Regions from separate parts of the Gossypium hirsutum genome. Here region 1 is linked to region 2. The links are chromatin contacts, called in public Hi-C maps. All regions are on one chromosome and are shown on one strand. The core of a region is the stretch at or near the end of the contact, and the rest is flanking DNA. Distances in the headings are between cores, read along the strand shown. Region 1 holds the start of LOC107958639 (ABC transporter I family member 21). Region 2 has its middle 7.4 kb from the start of LOC107958643.

Region 1 (3,105 bases), core at 108-2,607, 55 kb after region 2:
TGGAATGGAAGCTCTGATATAAGAAAATGGAATTAACTTTAGGCTTTTAAAATATTTTCATGCTTGATCTATGGATGTTTTCCTAGGAGGCTTCCGATTTTCTGAGTAACAGAAACTCGTGTTTGGTTCCACAATTAACTCCCTTGATGACATTTACAGAGGAATCACCTTCCAGCAACCGGATCAGGATCTACGAAGACCACTGCATCAGGATGGGCAGCTTTCTAAATCTGCATTATCATTTATTCTCAAGTATGTAAGCTCTTGTGTTTGATGCTTTTGATATTTGAAACGAAAAAGGAAATGAAGAAAGGAAAAAAGGGACAGGGTGCCTTATACTTTCATGTTTGGAAAATAATATCATATATATATATGCCTCTTTCGTCCGACGTGAACCATTTATGTTTTCTTATACAATTTCAATATAATAGAGAAAATCAATAAATTTTCTGTTAAACATTGTGTGAATTGATACGTGACATGCCAAGAGTACTCAAAACTCTGCTCCCTTTTGGAATTTGCTCATTGTTGTTCTTCCTCATCCCTCGCAGAAAAAGAATAGAAAACAAAACAAAACAGTTTTAGCACCAAATATTTGTGAATAATGATTAGGAATGGCAATAAGTCGGATATTTTTATATTTTGAATTATTCGTTTATTAATGGAAAATTATTCAAGTATTGCTACCTAAATTTAAATTAAATACTATTATTTGTTGGATAACTGAATCCGTAAAAACCCAATTTTAAAAATTCTAATATTTTTGAATATCCAAATTTGCAAAAATTTGTTAAAACTCTTTTTATATATATATGAAAATAAAAATTATAAACATTTTGTAACAAGTGGATTTTAATATTCATATTCGACTAATGGGTTTTCAATGTATCTATTCTGAGTCTATGATGATGAATGGTAATTTTAAAATCCGAATTCACGAAAAACATATTGAATATCCGCAACCTGAATTATTATCCTAAAGGCAAACATTTAAGTTAGTATATATATTTAAGAGACACTAAAGTTTGTCATCATTTCAAATGTCTTCCTAGAGGTAATAAAATTAAGAAATTTGGAAATTGATTGAGTAAATTTTTATTAATTTAGGTTATTTTAATTTTTATTTCACAAGTTAAAAAATTTATTATTCAAACAGAAATGAATTTAAGTACTTAATATTCAAATTAGTGAAGATATCTTAAAAATATTATTCGGTCCTGCTTTCTCCGCAAGGCAAGCAAACAAAGTAAAAACACTGTCGTTTTAGCTTTTACACTTCCTATCAAAACGCAGCCGCACATCCCCGTTTCTTTACCCCTTATAAAATTGAAACGAATAACGTGTCCCAACACATATCTTCAACGTGTAAAATTCTGTGCAAGGAGATCCAGTTCCACCAACCGTTTACGTGGCTAAATCCCAGCAATAACAGTTAGAAGACATGAATATTAAAATGGCCGCAAAAACGGAAGATGTAAAGAACCGGGGGGTTCACACGAAAAATGGCGGAACAAGCTTGTTGCCGATCAGGAGAAGGAAAGGAAAATGGAGGAGACTCGCAAGGCATCACCGTATGCGACATGCAATTCGCCTACGAATTGCAGCATCCGCTTTTCTTCGATTTCAATCTTGACATCGCTCGTGGATCTCGTTGCCTTCTCGTCGGCGCCAACGGATCTGGTAATTTCAATTTGCTTTCGAACAACGACGATTTTGTAAAGGAATTTTGATTCTAATTTTTTAACTGTGAGCAGGGAAGACGACATTGTTGAAAATTTTAGCAGGAAAACATATGGTGGGTGGAAGAGAAGTCGTGAGAGTACTAAACCGTTCGGCTTTTCACGATACTCAACTTGTTTGTGGTGGTGATTTAGCTTATTTGGGAGGATCTTGGAGTAAAACTATTGGCTCTGCTGTTAGTCAATTTTCCTTTTTTTTTTTTTAAAGATTAGTATCCACCGTTTTCGTTTAAAACTACAAATTTACTGTGCCAAACATATGCAGGGAGAGGTTCCATTGCAGGGAGACTTCTCAGCGGAACACATGATATTTGGAGGTGAGTGCTAATTAGTCTCTTGTCGTTTGTTGCTTTCTTTACTTGCTCCTTTGTTCTCCTTTGAAATTAAGCATTCTTTTTGGGTCTAAAATTATTGTTGGCAGTTGAAGGGATTGATCCTGTAAGGAGAGATAAATTGATTGAGTTGCTTGATATTGATTTGCAATGGAGAATGCATAAGGTATCTGATGGACAACGACGTCGAGTCCAAATTTGCATGGGTCTTCTTCAACCTTTTCAGGTATTTTGAAGTTATTAATATGTCACATTTGTGTGACTGATATCTTCACTTGAAGATTTACGATTCTGCTATTGCTATAATCTACAACTGATGAAATGTAATGTACCTTAATTACCTAGTGACAAGCAAACATTCAACTGCTACCTTCCACTTCAAGCTCATATATGTTTTTGGATAATTTTGTGACTTCTAATCTGCATAATTACTAGTTTTCCTGATTTGTTTGTAACTTAATGTTTTCTTTTACTTGATTGCAGGTTCTTTTGCTAGATGAGGTCACCGTGGACCTTGACGTTGTTGCGAGGATGGATTTACTTGATTTCTTTAAGGAAGAATGTGAGCAGGTACTGACTTCTGTTCTCTGCCCTTGCAATCACATGCTAAAGTACTGACTGGTTGTTGAATATGAATAAGGTGCTGGAACATTACTATGTTGAATATTTCTTACGAAAAGTATATAACTGATATAGCTCTTCATTATTTGGCACTTTCTTTCTGCAACAATTAGTAAAATTGATGGTTTCATTTTGATTATGGGCTGTCTCTTAATTTTTACATAGGGCCACTTATTTGATCACCATCCACATGTAGGGCATAGATGTTTTTGTACCATTCGAGTACTCTCATTGATGATTTCATGTTCATTCTCTAACTGATATTTACTATTGTATTAGAGAGGAGCCACAGTCGTATACGCTACCCATATTTTTGATGGTTTGGAGACATGGGCAACACATTTGGCTTACATCCAAGATGGTCAATTGAAGAGATCTGCGAAGTTAACAGAAATTAATGAGTTGAAAAGCTC
Region 2 (3,052 bases), core at 159-2,658:
ATGATACGTAGTACGTCGTCTGCAAATTGATATAGATAGGGGACTGCCATTTCTGTTTTTTACCACGTGTGGGTAATCTGTTTTCCCTGTACTATACACGGTGGTTGTCTCCTGCCACTGCTCTGCTGGTTCCTCATTTATATATATAGCTTTATTATATCGCCTGCAGCTGTCCACACCTCTCTCTCTATCTCTTATGTGTCCACGTCTGGTTTGTTTCTTTTCGGTTTTGGAGCTTTAAGCTTTTTATTCCTGGCTTATAGAGGCATGGATATGAGGTAAAAAAAAAACTAAACTCAACTCTTCGGTGCTTATAGCTAAATTAAGGGCTTTCTGTTTCTTTTCATGGTACGGTCCCCTTTTGAACTAAGAATTGTTCGTTTTCTTGGTTCAAACACACCACAACAGTCAACAACAACAAAAGCATCGTTTTTACTTTGTACTTTCTAAGCTATTGTCCACATATTTAGAGCCAAGTAACTCACAAACATTTGTTTATATTATAAACGGACTTGAGGAGTACTATTAAGTAATGTTAATCTTCAATTTACTTTATAATTTTGCACTGTCAATGCCAATACATAGAGTCATAGAAGTGCATGAAAGTGCAAGACTGCAGCAACGTGAGAATCACTGCTCCCAATAAGCAATTGCAGACAGTTAAAGAATCTAGCTATATACACAGTTACAGCAGTCTCCATTGACAGAGATACCTTGAACGGCAACAGCAGGAGTAAACAGGGAACGAAGAGAGTTGTCAAGTAGCTGAAGTATCTGCCGGTAGGGGTCCATTATTAATCCACCTTTCACTTGCATGTAATTGCAGGTCATTTTCATTTTTTTTTTGTAATTAATTTCAATGCATAATATTTTTTTGAACCATCTTTTCTTTGATCTGACCCCCCCTCACACACAAAGATAACGGTAGCAGACAAATTTAACTGTTTCTGCTACCTCTCCACCACTCCCTCAATCAGCTGCTAGTGCCCCTATTTATGATCCTACCTAGCTATGAACCCTCACCTGCCTCCGGTTCTTGAGATTTGAGAAAAGCTCAAAAAATAAAAAATGGGGTTTGATTGTCGGCCTGAAATCTGGATGTTGGGGATGTGACCCCCCACCAACTCCCATTCAAACAACACAACCCTGACTTATAAATTCCAACCCTAGTCAAAAAATTTTCGAGGGTTTTCAGCAGTAGCATATATAGGGAATTACAAAGGTATTGGTGCATAGCAGATGGGATGTAGTCGGTAAGAGGGGAAGAATGGTGTCTGTATGGTAATTATGGGCTTTTGAAGGATTTGGGTGAAATTGGTAAACAAACAGTGAGCTAGGTAAGGGGAGGGTGAGGACCACCGGGGGTAGCTAGCTAGCTAGCTAGCTAGCTAATTATGCTGAAGACCAACATCTTCCCTCTGCTTTATACAATGTGAGTGAGGGTACGTGGTTCCCGACATGATATATACGTGAAGCTTGGCTGATTTTGCAACTTCATACTGCGGTGCTGGCCGGTGGGCAGCCTTGCTCCTTACTGTTACTGTACTAGTATTATGTAATCAAGTATATATGAATGGTTGTAGTTTTTCATGCCTCAAATCATACAATATACTATCCTTTCCTTTCCTTTTTTTCACTTGAATGATGCTATCGCAAATCTAGAGTCAAATCACATCACACGAAAATCTGACTTTCCATTCAATTTCCCCCACCAATAACATCACCTTATATTTCAATCTATATAATGAATCAGTTTATTTATAGCTAAGGTTTCTATTTGTAATTTTAAAATTTTAAATTAGTAAAGGTAAAATTGTACTTCACTCCTCTAAAAATGATAAAAATGTGATTTAATCCTCTAAAAATTATAAATATTTAAGCTATTAAAAAAATTAATTTCGACCCCTAAAATAATTTTCTTCGTCCCTGATTTCATTATATATATATTTAAAATTTTGGATTTAAGGGCACAATTTTACTATATATTAAATTATAATTTCATTATTTATAACGGGATTGAATTACAATTTTTTCCATTTTGAGGACCAAAGCTTTTGTATTGGCTTTTGCATATATGAAGTCTCCATTCATATAATCGTAATTGTGAACCTTTTTGGAAACAAGCATTATGAGTTCGGTTTTTAATTTGGGCTTGCAAGCCCAACCCATAATAAAGAACCATTGAAGCAGTTTTCTTGTGATCTTAAAGAGCCCAATTGATTTGGCCAGAACAAAAATGAAAGCTCAAATCCTGCTATTAGACCCTGTGCTTTATGTAATTTGTGGATTTAGTACCTCTATAACTTGACCAATTTTAGTCCCTATATTTTTCAAAATTTGAAATTTTAGTCCCGACCCAATGATAACAGCTAATTACCTGTTTGGTTAAATTATGTTATTAGTCTTGTATTATGCGCAAAGTTATAGATCTTGTATTATGTTCACCAAAAGTTTTCGTTTATTTAAATTAAATGAACATTAAACGAATGCGGATTTCACAAACAAACAACGCTAATAACATATTTTAAATTTTAGATATGAAATAATTGAACATAAATATTAATAAATATATTACAAGTAAATAAAATAAGTTACTCTTGTTGAATTGATGTAATAAACGAGACTCGAAATATTGTATTAATTTATATATAACCCTAAATTAAAACAACTGAAGAGCATAACAATGACTAGAAAGAGGGATACAATTGCATTATTATTATGAAGGATAACACAAAGTGAGCCTTGTATTTACTCAAAATGATTGTACTTGGTGAAGTGGGGTTGGCATTCTTCCTCCTCCACCACACTTTCACATGTGGAAATATAGCAAGTTAGGATTAATGAAGCTGTGGAATATATGTATATCCACCAAATAATTGAAGTTCACGTGAGGATGTATACATAATTGGATAATCATGAAAAGATGGATGGATTAGTGTATTTTAAACTTTCTGCAACAGGAGAATAGAAAATGCAAATTCAGATACCTCCTGGAGCTCATACTTTCACTCCTAATCTTATTTCAACAAATTTTTAAAATTATTCTAAAAAA

What was found. A called contact is a pair of places that touch in the nucleus more often than the background predicts.
Region 1: a contact with region 2 is called in a Hi-C map of leaf, with 2.7 times the contacts expected there. The contact joins the promoter of LOC107958639 here to the enhancer-like site in region 2. A contact is called at or near these places in 2 of 34 Hi-C or Micro-C datasets (anther and leaf).

The regions. Positions count from the first base shown.
Region 1 is chrD07:56,406,236-56,409,340 of Gossypium_hirsutum_v2.1, forward strand. It overlaps LOC107958639 (ABC transporter I family member 21), which reads left to right and starts at 1,358. Exons shown (of 6, transcript XM_016894462.2): 1 at 1,358-1,680; 2 at 1,755-1,915; 3 at 2,005-2,056; 4 at 2,161-2,297; 5 at 2,555-2,641; 6 at 2,972-3,105. The coding sequence starts at 1,503. LOC107958641 reads left to right here. Exons shown (of 3, transcript XM_016894463.2): 3 at 160-457. The coding sequence ends at 228.
Region 2 is chrD07:56,351,638-56,354,689 of Gossypium_hirsutum_v2.1, forward strand. No RefSeq gene overlaps it. Among protein-coding and RNA genes, the nearest start is that of LOC107958643, 7.4 kb to the right of the region's middle. Within about 2 kb of position 1,409, at least 3 of the 9 cell types and tissues checked have an H3K27ac peak or open chromatin away from gene starts, as enhancers often do. A contact at or near this core is called in leaf, where this site is marked.